Regions from separate parts of the Mus musculus genome. Here region 2 is linked to region 1. Evidence: chromatin contacts called from public HiChIP or PLAC-seq data. All regions are on one chromosome and are shown on one strand. The core of a region is the stretch at or near the end of the contact, and the rest is flanking DNA. Distances in the headings are between cores, read along the strand shown. Region 1 has its middle 36 kb from the start of Jag1. Region 2 has its middle 83 kb from the start of Gm14064.

Evidence for each region. HiChIP or PLAC-seq counts read pairs in DNA pulled down with a chosen protein or histone mark.
Region 2: a contact with region 1 is called in a FOXA1 HiChIP or PLAC-seq map of pancreatic cancer cells. The contact joins two enhancer-like sites. A contact is called at or near these places in 1 of 15 datasets of contacts at CTCF or cohesin (the NIH/3T3 cell line) and 1 of 115 datasets of contacts at active chromatin or transcription factors (pancreatic cancer cells).

Annotation. Positions count from the first base shown.
Region 1 is chr2:137,149,486-137,155,979 of GRCm38.p6, reverse strand. No RefSeq gene overlaps it. Among named protein-coding and RNA genes, the nearest start is that of Jag1, 36 kb to the right of the region's middle. Within about 2 kb of position 4,884, at least 12 of the 459 cell types and tissues checked have an H3K27ac peak or open chromatin away from gene starts, as enhancers often do. A contact at or near this core is called in pancreatic cancer cells, where this site is marked.
Region 2 is chr2:137,577,415-137,584,041 of GRCm38.p6, reverse strand. No RefSeq gene overlaps it. Among named protein-coding and RNA genes, the nearest start is that of Gm14064, 83 kb to the left of the region's middle. Within about 2 kb of position 2,316, at least 28 of the 459 cell types and tissues checked have an H3K27ac peak or open chromatin away from gene starts, as enhancers often do. A contact at or near this core is called in pancreatic cancer cells, where this site is marked.

The DNA.
Region 1 (6,494 bases), core at 3,635-6,134:
ATATAGATTCATACAAATAAAACTACATATAAATACATAGGCACACACGAAGACACACATGAAAAAAGGCACACACAAATGCAGTATACACACAACAAACATACTCAAGACAGCATGCATACATATTCCACATACACACCGGATAAAATGCACAGACACACACAAAACTTTGCAACATACTTTATGATTTTAATGAAGTCCTTCCTATAGTCTCATTTCAATTACTATTTTGCTTCAATATTCAATTGCTGAATTTATGAGTTAGCTTGCTTATTTTCTGGTTTTCTTTTAGTAACATGCCCCTCAAAGAGATATATTGCTCTTAAGTAATTTGTAGTAAGCATACAAAGCAATTAGTTTATTCATGATGTTTTATACATGTGTATTGGTTTAATTTTAGTTTTACTCCCATTAGTCTTTCTCCCCACATTTCCTCTTCTTCCTCTAAAATAGCCTCCATTTTGCCTTCATGTTATATGTATATGTGGAAAAAAAAAGACAGAAAACACACAATGCTTTTTTTCCTTCTCCATGATCACCTCTCATATTCCCTTCAGAACCTCTGCAATTCCCCTTTTACTTTTATGTCATATGAAGAGTGTATCTGTCTGTCAGTCTCTGTCTGTCTGTCTGTTTCTTCTCAAGACAGGTCTCATGTATACCAGGCTGACCTCAAACTCACTATAGAGCCAAACTTCTGATCCTCCTCCCTATACTTCCCAAGTGCTGAAATTATAGATGTGGGCTTTTCTCCCACTTTAATCTAGAGGGTGATGTTTAAGATATGAGCTCTCTTTATCTCAGTCCATTATTTGAATTCATCACCAAATCCTGCTGAGTTTGAATCTCAGACTAATTTCAAAACCAATAGAAGTGTTTCTTGGAGATGCTGTTTGGGTTCTTGTTCATTTGTTTAGGTTTTTTTTTCAGTTTAGAGATATGGACAGTGAGAGAGAGGCATGAAAGTCAAGGTTTGGGACAAGGAGCACACTGAGGGAAGTATCCCTTTGTGCTCTTCCCCTCTCCTCAATCCTCTGAGCTATCTTCAGAAGCTATTCAAAAAACCAAGGCATCTACACTGCACATATGAGCATCTTTGCAAACTAATGACAAGTATTGTGATTGTCTACATTTCCCATATAAACACAGCATATTTTTTCTAATATTTAATCTCAATAATAGTATCTGACACCAGTTTATATGACAGGGGTAATAGGTAAATAGGACTTTTATGATCTAAAATCATCTCAAATAGCCCATACTGAAAACTAAACATCAGATCTTTACAAATTTTGACTATGAAAAAATCAAAAAGTGTCTGTTTTGGTGATGATTAAGGAATTACTGTCAATATTTCTAAAGGTGTTAATGCTGTTGAGGTTTCTTTTTTTTTGTTTTTGTTTTTGTTTTTTTCTGTTTGGTTTAAGAATGTAATAGCAATATATGAAATCTGCTGGAGTCAGAGGTTGGCCCCTAGCTGCAAGATTTCCTATGATTATTGAATCCAAGAGCAGAATATTTTTGCATCTGTTTAAAAGTTTCTACATTAAAATAAAAAATTTTGTTTGTTTGTTGAAAATCTTTCAGGTATGACATACTAGCTTCCTTTAAGATGAACCTGTTTTCACGTGACATTTCATAAACATCTCCAGAACTAAAGGCATGACACACAGAGGCTGAGCATTGTTTCTTGGAGCCTTAAAGCCAATTACCACCTTTCCTGGTAGACCTGGTGATCTCATTTCACTCCCCTCTCACACATTAACTTCAGGTTTCAACATCCACACATTAACTGCCACCGTCTTCCTCCACCCAGTGATCTTTTTTCCTTGGCAATTATCTGGAAACCCCTATCGGGGTCACTGTGGTGTGTGTGTGTGTATGTGTGTGTGTGTGTTTCTTCTGGGTAGCAGAATATGGAGCAAGGCTTATGTTGATTTTGTGCAGCCCACATTCCTGGAATGTTCGTGCTGAGTACAGAATTTGACCTGTAGCACAGTGAAGAAAGAGTTCAAATGCAAACTCCAGAGATATCCATCCCACAGAATAAATGCCAATAAGCAATTTCCTTTCCCAGCCTACCAGAGATTTCAGTCAGATAGACCATAGCAGACAGAACCCGTGCCAATATTTTATAACCCATAAAATTTCTTCAAGCAATTGTACAGATTTCCAGCCATCCTTTGATCAGTCTTGTGTAACAGTGACTCTGGGCCCTCACCTAAAAATGATTATATATATATATATATATATATATATACACACACACACACACACACACACACACAATGAAAAAGATCTGGCCTTCAGAAAGCTTCTCATTAAAACACTAATCTGTTCCACCACATTCTTCCAAGACACAGCGATCAGCATTGGAGCTGGCTTGAATGGCCAGGCCTAGTAAGACTGATACAAACAGCTTAAGTAATTGGATTGCTATATGGGATTGAATGTCTGACAACAAAAGATAGCCATCTCTATTCGACCACCAAAGCTTTGTTCCAGCAACGAATTCATTCAGCAATGCCCTTAGAGGCTCCTGGACCCAGGGAGAAATGACAGACCTGAGACACAAAAACTGAGCCAGCTGATGAGCCCAGAGACAGAGGCTATGCAATTCCAAAAAGTTAATTACAGCGAACAAAGGCAGCAGACGATGACTTGTTGAATCATTACCATAATCACATTACTGCACTAGTCTCCAGTTCCCAGCCAAGGGTGGCGGTGCGGCTGCTTCTCATTCTGACCATGTACTCCCTGCTCGACTTCCACGTGCAAGCTACTGTACACGTCTCCTTGACTAATGCAGTCTTACTGAGGCAGCCTCTTTGCATATTCTAGATGGGTTTTCTTATTTAAATGGGTTTGCCCATCAAAAGAGCCCGAAAGCAGAAAGCACTAAAATAGCATAGAATATTTGAGATGGTGGATATGCTAGCAACCCTGCTTTGATCAGTACATGCAGACATGTATATGGACAATTATTGTAGCAGCTAACTTTTTGTAAGAAGTATAAACATCATTGGTAATAAAATTATCTCATGTTTCCCTCAAATTTGGATTTGGGAAAGGCTTGTTTTCTAGTAAAATAGATTGCAGTATCAGACTCATATCTGTGCCTATAACTTCAGATAGAGATCAGCAGGATTTTATTAAATTACAGCTTCAAGTATGTCCAAGAAAAGTTCCCATCAATCAGAGTATCCATGTCCAAATCTTATTCCAGGGTGAAAAGCAGCAAGGAATCACCATGACCAGAGAACATGGAACGTTTACACTTAGCCGGTGTGTTCCTTGAGGCTTTGACAGCGCTTAAAAAAAAAAAAAAACAAAAAAAAAAAAACTACTGGATATTTAGTTTCCCTGGTGGTGTGTCATAAATTATCTTCACATTTAACTTCTCTGCAACATATTTTGTCTGTCTGGAAAGAATATCAGTCAGCAAGTGAAGCATTTCATTTTATAATCAACAGAGATGTTGGCACGCTAACCATGGCCAAAACCCTGACCTAGCAGCCATAGCAGTAGTTAGAGCATGCAGCGTTGCTGCAGAATCACTGTTTTAGAGACACAAACTTGGAGAGAAGATTCTTTTTTTTTTTTTCAGGATGAAGTTCTGTAAGAGGGATCAAGACACACTCAATCTACATTAAAATGGAAAGAAATGGGAAGGCCAAATATCCTTGCTTTCTCAAACAGTGGCACCAAAGAAGCCCAAATACAAAAGTCTTGACATCCAATCCAATCCTCCTCATCTTTAAATAGCATCTTGCAGCCAGGATTCCTTGCCCAACTTGGCAAAGGAGAAGAACCAGCTTCATGATCCAAATTGTGACTTTGGATCCTAACTGAAAGCACACGAGCACATGGTGTCCGAACATGGCAAGTTTTGCCTTCTCAACTTACCCTCCTGCCAAATGGAACGTGAAGTATCAAGAATTTAGAACTATGATCGTGGGAAAAAAGGTGGGAATACTTGTAATATGGCTACAGATTATATGTGCATTTTAACACAAGTCATGAATAGAACCTTAAAATGGTGTGCTCCAGGCTTCTGAGCATAGGTATCTTGGGACTTTACTGATGTGTTTGAGGATTTTGTACAGAGGAAGATATTTCTCACTTTTCCATAGTGGGCGGCAATGAGTTTTCTAGTCATCACAGCCTCAAGGACACACCATTCTTATGAGCTTCACATTTCAGAAAAACTGAACATCTCTGACAAAATGGGTCCCCAAATCAACAAGACGTTCCATGCATCTGCTTTAAATGCCTTAAATCATTTTTAGTTTCTCTAAGCAAGGGAAATTGTAATAACCAGTGTATCAGGTGAGTAAGAAGAGTAGTTGTTCTCAAAGTCCTGATAGCTGGAAAACAAGCTAAGACTCTACTTCAGGACCCTTCAATCCCGAACGCCCTTACAATATTTACCATACCCTGCCTATGACTTGACTTTGCTCGTTTTTATGATTCTATGTTTTAGTTTTCTTTCTTCAGATCAAAAACCCAAGGATATGAACTAGTACAGTCTTGGATCCACCATTCCACAACACCTATCCCATGCTGGTGCCGTATAAGGGTGCTAATATCCATTAAGGTAAGTGTGAAAACGAGACAGACAGTAATCTTCAGGCTTACACACAATGTAAATCTGTACTCATACTTTGACTTCCAGGTCATCAGCACTTGACCAAGAAAATAGTGAGCTTTTAGTTCCAGTGTTTGCTGTCTTTATTAATCACCTAAGGTGTGACCAGTACAAACCTCAAACCTTGCAGACACTCACAGGGTTAAAGGAAATATATGTCTACACAGACATATACAGTCTTGGAGCGGTAAATACCTAGGGCGCCTGTGACTAACGGTGAAATCACCTCTTTGCCAAGGCCTCACCCTGGCTTCTCTCCCAGCAGCCCTGGATATCATCAGCAGGTACAACAGTGAAAGTCAGGATATGGGTGATGCCCATCTCATGGTAATTTCACATGTTATTCTTTTTCTGTTCATCCTTCTTAGCCTTGCCCCTTCCATGGCATGGAAGGCTGTTTATTCGTTGAAAGGGTACAGAAATCTCAGAGCTAAGTACCTTTCTCTCCTTCTTAAGGCTCCTTTTTGGCCCTGGGATGAGGCCTACCAGAAGCCCAAGTTAATGTCTACCTTTGGTCTTGTTATCTACCATATACTACAGCCTGGTATTCACCCATGGAATATATGATTTCCCAGACCTTTCCAGCCAGCATGAATTTGATTTACAAACTAATTTCAGAGCCTAAAACCCACATGTTATAATGGATCCACAAATGGGTTTTAATTATTCTTTATACTACATTTAGCTGATTTTATGAGCTGACTACCAAACTTTTTAAATCAGGAGATTTTAATTCATCAATTCTATACTTTCTTTAGAAATTAGATTTAGCCTCCTCTCGTTGGGTGAAGCTGAGGGACATAGAAGCTCTGACATAGAAGCAACATAGTATTTTCCACTGTCTCCTCTGATCCCCATAATCTTATACCTAGACTGTCTCCTTTAATCTCCATGAGCTTACAATTAAACTTATCCCTCACCTAGTGAGCCAGCCATGTCCAAGATTTGGCAATAGTTCACAAATGTGGGTCTTCCTCTTTAATACATAAGACTATATCTATTTACATCTATACTCAGCATTATTCTCAAGTTATGATATAAAAACAGCCAAGTATCCATTGATAGATAAATGAATAAATAAAATACATTGTGTATATATATATGTATATATTTACATATATACATATACATATACATGTACACACATACATAGACATATATATGTTATATATAATATATATATTATCTGTCCTTAAAAAGTCAAGAAATTCTAAACAGGTATTGTGGCAGGCATCTATAACTCCACCACTCAGTACTCAGAGGGTTGAAACAGTATAGTCTCCTGTTTGAGGCCAGCCTAAACTACTGAGTTTTTGTTTATTTTGTACTTTCTTTTGTCATGTTTCGTTGTTGTCTCTTTGAAACCTATTCTTTCCTAATGAAAGACAGAAAGGGAGTGTATTTGGAGGGAAAGAGAAGTGGGGATGAGTGGGAGTAAGGAAGGGGACAGTATAGTAAGGATATATTGTATGCGAAAAGAATCTAACTTCAATGAAAGGGGAAAAAGGAAAAAACTTAAAAAGTCGTGAAATCTTGACATGTGCTCTAATGTGGATGAACCTTGAGAACATTAGTCTAAGAGAAATAAACTCATCACAAAAAGACATGTTTGTTGTTTACATCCAGGAGATACTTGATGCAGAAAGTACAACAGTGGTAATCAGCTCATGATGGACAAGGACTGGGTAGTGGTTGCTTACTCGGAACAGTGTTTCAGTTTTACAATATGAAAGTAGTTGTGGAGATGAGTGGTACCAATATTACACAACATTATGAATGTGTATACCACTGAACACATAGCACTAGTAAATTTTTTTAAATACTGCACCACAATTAAAAAAATAAA
Region 2 (6,627 bases), core at 1,067-3,566, 430 kb before region 1:
ATTAATGTCCTTTTTTCTCTTTGCCCCATTTTCTAAACAGTTGATTTGGACAACACAGAATCCATCAAGTCTTTACTCGTCACATATGTTGGCAAAGCAATAGTGTTCCCTAGCTTCTTTCATCCTTCACTGACTAGTAAGCTTGTGGATTATTAAAATTTGTAAGTAGTGTTGTTGCCACTACAGGTTTTCTTATGTTTTTTATTATCACTTCCTAATTAGGTTGTCTGTATTTGTTGATCCATTTTATAGATGACTTTTAAATGTTTGACAATGACAGAAGGTGGCAGTAATTTGAATTGTCCAGTTCACATCAAAGTATAGACACTACCCACAGAAGCTATTAAAGTGTATTGCATAATTCATTACTTTGTACATAAAACAAATCAACCTTCAAATCCACTAATAATCATCACTGGGCCCTGAGGATTCATCCTCATTGTACTGAAAAAATGTTATGAAATAATACAAGCAAAGGGTTTACTAGTTTTTCTAGAGTATCATATGGTTTTCTTGCAGGTTAAAAAAATACTGCCAAAAGTGTGATACAATTAATTTCCATATGTTTACCCACTGAGCTAAGCCTTCCACATTGTTTTTCAATTATGAAATAATAACTTACATTAATATTCTTCAAATTATTCTAGGAATAGAAACTGAAGGAACATTTCCAAATTACTTTTATGAATCTTGTATTAACTTGATGTCAAGTAAGACTAAGATTTAAGCAGAAAATTATAGGGCAATATCTTTTGATGAACATGGACTCAAAAATTCTCAATAAAATACCTGCAAAGACAATTCAAGAAGACATAAAAATGTTATTAATCATCAATTTTTGTATGTCCAAGAAATGTAGAATATACAGAAATCAACAAATATAACCTACCTTATAAAGAGATCCAAGGACAGAAACTTCATGATTATGTCATTGTGAAAATTCCAGAGAATCTAGACACATGGAGAACATATCTCAACATAATAAGTACAAGATACAAGATAAGCCCATAGTCAACATCTTGCTATATGAAGAAAAATTCACAGCATTTCAACTCAGATCAGTAACAAGGTAAGATGTCCACTATCTTCCCTCCTGTTCAATATTTGAAATTTTATAGAAAGCAATAATACAGATGAAACAGCTAGGGCAGACTAAAATAAAAAGGAAAAGAAGACATCCACAAAGTATCTTTAGTTGAAGATGAATAATTCTATACAAATAACACAGTAATGACTCCACCAGAAAACTCTTACAGTTGATTAAACTCATTCATCAAAGAAATAGGCTACAAAATTAACACACAGAAATCAGTAGCCTTCCTATATACACTCTATGCACATACTGAGAAATAAATCAGGCCAGTGATACTACTCACATAGCCATATAGGTATGCTCATGGACTGGTAGGAACAATAGCCTGAAAATGGCTAAAGTAATCTACAGATTCAATGTCATCCCCATTAAAAACTTGAACTCAATTCTTCATAAAAATTGAAACCATGATCTTAAATTTTAGAAGAGATTGTGATATCCAAATCAATGCTAAATAATAAAATTCTGCTTCTGCTGGAGCTATAGTAGTAAAATAGCATGATATTAGCATAAAAGTCAGCATCTTGATCAATGAGGTAGAATTGAAGACCCACATATAAGCTCCTAGAGCCACCTGATTTTTAGCAAAGAGGCTAAAAGATACATTGGACAAAAAAAGAATATCTTCAATAAAGGATACTAGTCAAATTGGATACATATGTAAAGAAGAACGAAATGCATCTAAATCTCTCATCCTGAATAAAACTCAACTCCAAATGGATTAGGTGCTTTAGCCTAAGACCTAATGATAAATAAAAACTGAAGAAAACATTTAAACTCACAGACATAGAAAATCAGTTTGTGAACACCACCTTGATAGCACAGGCATTGGGGCCAAAAACTAACAAAAGAAACAAAATGTTTCTGTACAGCATAGGACAGCACAGCTCTGGTGAAGAGGCAGTCTAAAGGATGGGATAAAGATTGAGTAGCTATACATTTGACACAAGATCAATATCTGGAATATACACATAACTCAAAAAAATGTAAAATCCTTAAATATCAAGAAAATAATCCCATTAGAAACAGGGCATGGTATTAAATAGAGATTTCTCAAAAGATGAAATACAAATGGCTTAGAAGTGCTTAGAAAAATGTTCAACATCCTTAGTCATCAAGGAAATGCAAATTAAAATTCCTCTGAGAGTTCATGTTACATCTGTCAGAATGGCTAAATTTTGAGGCCCGTGCAAGAGGAACAGCAAATGGCTTTAGAACTCATGGAATGCAGCCCACCAGTTAGCACAACCACATTGGCTGTGCCTTGGAGAGGCAGAGCCTGAGGACTTTGTGCTATTATGGAGCATCGTTCTGCTTGTTTTTCTTGCAGTCCCCATGTCCTTCCTAATCTGTGTGCTGTGTAAAAGCTCTGTAGGGGTTTCCAGGCCCTCACTGAGCAGTATCATTGGCACTCATAATAACAGTACTTGATCTTTTTCATGTATTGCTGCTGGTTCAGATTAATGATTCATCCACCACCCTCGGAATCGACTTAGAGATGCAGATTGTTAGTAATGACCACCACCCTTCCTTACAAAGAATTTGGAGGTGTAGATTGTTAGTAAAGTTAGACTAAGATGTTTTTGCTAGTGGCTTTGGCATAGAAAATCCTAGGGAACAATTTGTGGCTCAGAAAGGCACACTCAATAGTTGAACTTGTGATTTTCTTTTGAGGCCAGGGAACAAGAACAATGATAGCTCCACCAACACTACTGATGTGCTTTTCTCACAGAAGTTGGGCTTTTGATTTCTTGTGCCCTTCTTTGCCCTCAGCTTCTAATATGATTTAATAAAAAATTGTTTAATGAGTCAATATGAACCCTGAGGTTTTATAGTAAAAATGACTGATTGTGTTTTTATATAAAAGCAGATTAACGAGTCACCCATCACCCTTAGATTTTAATATTTTTATAAGATTACTTTTTAACACAAATAATAAAATAATTGATCCCTTTTTGTAACCACAAATTTCAGCCTGTCAACAAGAGAAACTGGCTGAGAAATTTACCTTTTGTGCTTACACTTGGTTAATCAATAACAAGTTGCTTAGTTACAAATGTGAGCTCTTAGGAATAATTTTTTTATTTATACTAAATAAAGCATTTGATCATGTGAGAGTATTGAGGAACATGTTTTTTTCTAATGTATATTCATTGTATTCATTCATTTAAAGAAAAATAGAATGTAATCACACTGCCATTTTTATATGGCTTGAAAATTTTTGGTGGGATAGTTAAGCTGTGGGAGAAAAAAATTAAAGTCATTGGAGCTTGCTTGTGAGAGCTTTGCACGTATGTGTATGCATGTAAAGGGAATGGAGGTTCACTCCATCCACCCAATGTATGAATGTGTGTGTGAGTGTGTATGTGTGTGTGTGTGTGTGTGTGTGTGTGTGTGTATGTATATAGATATCTATATGTGGGAAGTTGTTGGAGCTTGCTTCATCCATGTGTGATTGTATGCCTGCTTTACACTGTCGCCAACCCCACATCCCCTCTTTGAATCTCTGAGCACATTGTCAGAGAGGGTTTGCAACAGCTGATCTTTTTAAAAGAAAGACAAATGCTGGCATGGATATGAAGGAAGGAAAAGAATTGTTCACTTCTAGTAAGAATGTAACCACTATGCAAATCTCTGTGGAGGTTTCTCAAAAAGCTAGATGCAGATCTTTCACATTATCCATCTATACCACACCTGCGTACATACTTAAAGACTTGTCTAATCTATGATAGAGATACCTTGACATTCATGTTCATTCCCTTGCTGCTTTGTCCACAATATTCAAGACAGGGGAACTGCCTAGATGTCCACCAGCTGATAGATAATAAAAATGTGATATATTTCTACAACTGAATATTATCCAGCTATAAAAAAAAACAGTATTATAAATTTCACAAGTATATGAATGGAGCTAGAAAAATAAATCATTCTGAGTGAGGTCGCCCAGATCCAGACAGATAACTGCCATGTGTTTCCTTCAGTTATGGATATTACCTTCAAATCTTCAGGTATATGCTTCATTTAGATTGTCCACAGAGATCACAAGATTAGTAAGGAATTATGGCTGTGGTAAAGGGGGCAGTCGAGGGAGGACACATACAACATGGTAGTATAAAAAGTTAAATGGGAATAATGGAAAGGGAAGAGTTAAATTGGGTGAGAGGGCAGGACAGAGAAGGGACTATAAGAAGGGAAAAAATAACACTACAATACTCAAGTTTTTGTTTTGTTTTGTTTTGTTTTGTTTTGTTTTGAAGTCATATGGAGCCCTGGCCACAGGATCTCCATGACTCACAGCAGCAGCAGCATATACAAGAGGAGTCTTGCTGAGGATTCAATATTGATCATGTAGCAGAAGCCAGAGGCCTTGAACCAGACGTTGACTCATTTCAATGAACATTTGCAAGTAAAGCTATTTGGTCAAAAGAGTAAACTGTGTGACACACTGTGGCTTATAGTGCCACTATGGGAAAAAAAAAAAGGGATATGATGAAAAGGCAGGAAAGACCCAGAAGTGAAGTGGGACAAGTATGGCAAGACACAACAGCCATATTGGCTGGTATGAGAGAAAGCTGAGATGGATAGAGAGCAGGTTGTTGCCCAGAATGGCCAGTGACATGTTTGTTTTTTTTTTTTCTTTAAATTTTTTTTTCTTTTGGGGGGAAGTTACAAGAGTAGAGAGCAGATATGGAGGGAATGAGAAATGAGTGTTATTGGGGTACATGGTGTGAAGTTCCCAAAGAATCAATAAAAAAATGTTTTAAAAAGTCATTTGGAAACTTATTACTATAAAAGTACCAATAAATGATAGATAGATAGATAGATAGATAGATAGATAGATAGATGATAGATAAATAGATGAAAGATAGATGATAGATGACAGCCCAACAGATCATAGATAAATAGACAGATAGATAGATAGATAGATAGATAGATAGATAGATAGATAGATAGATAGATAGATCGATAGACAGATAGATCGATAGACAGATAGATAGATGATAGATGACAGACCAACAGATCATAGATAGATAGATAGATAGATAGATAGATAGATAGATAGATAGATGATAGATAAATAGATGAAAGATAGATGACAGACCAACAGATGATATATAGATAGATAGATAGATGATAGATAGATAGATAGATAGATAGATAGATAGATGATAGATGGCAGTTCAACAGATGATAGATAGATAGATAGATAGATAGATAGATAGATAGATAGATAGATAGATAGACAGATAGATAGATAATTAATGCTTTAACATTGAGTTATCTTACAGTGAGGCAAAAATGCTGATACTAGACTGAAAGTACTAGCAATGAGTTACCTCACTTGAAGCATTATCCAGTGAGCCAAACATTAGAACCTGCATTGCTAATGCTATTGTTTACCCACTAGACCCAACAGTAAAATCCTATTGCTAAAGACTCAACACACTGGAGTTACCGTACATTGAGAAATCAAGCTCATGCTATCTGGAAGACTCATTCTTACTGACTAATTTTTATATTGCTAAAATATGCTATGTACACTGTGTAATAATCAAAAAAGTAATCATCAAAAATCTCACCCAGCTGTGAACCCTATCAGATACAGTTAAGAATTAACCTGACATCACACTCACACTGATTTCAGTAGCGGTTAAGCACCATGAGAGTAACAAACAACTTCTTTTTTTTTTGTTTTGTTTTTTGGTTTTTTTTTTTTTTTTTTTTTTTTTTTTTTTTTTGGTTTTTCGAGACAGGGTTCCTCTGTATAGCCCTGGCTGTCCTGGAACTCACTTTGTAGACCAGGCTGGCCTCAAACTCAGAAATCTGCCTGCCTCTGCCTCCTGAGTGCTGGGATTAAAGGCGTGCGCCACCACACCCGGCAACTTTTTTATTTTATGTGAGGCATACTCCACAGGATGAAACCCAAACCAGGCACTATTTTTGAATCAAGAACCAATGGCTGTATATGTTATAGATCCTAGCAGAGAATCTCCTAATTTCATTGTGATAAGTGGTGTTAAAGGTCTTTCTGTCAACAGGGCTCCTCCTAACATTGAGCACTTCCAACAATGGTTATAGATTCCTTTTCATGCTACTCAGACTTCTATTAGATTACTTATGATCATCTTGTCCAAAACTCAATTTACTGATGTCCCATTCAGTTAGTTTTTCAAGGAAAGAAGTATCTTCTGGCTGCCTGGATGTGAAATTGCTCTTGGGGACAGAAATGGCAAAATTGTCCAAAGCTCTAGGAATAGAATGTCTGTAAGTGAACAAGGAAGGAAAGAAAAGTCTAACTTTCTGATTATAGCTAAAAGCCCTGGGATTCGTGGCCATACTAAGTTCATCACCTGCTTGAAATTCTAGGGCACCATTGTAAGTTCAAGCAACATGATCTGAACATTTTCACTCAAGTTGGATATGGCCCTTCTAGATCATACCACTGTACAATCTCTAATCTGTTTTATTCATATCATCATTCATACAAAATCGAGAGAATTAAAAGGAAGTGAAATATGTTTTATGACTAACCT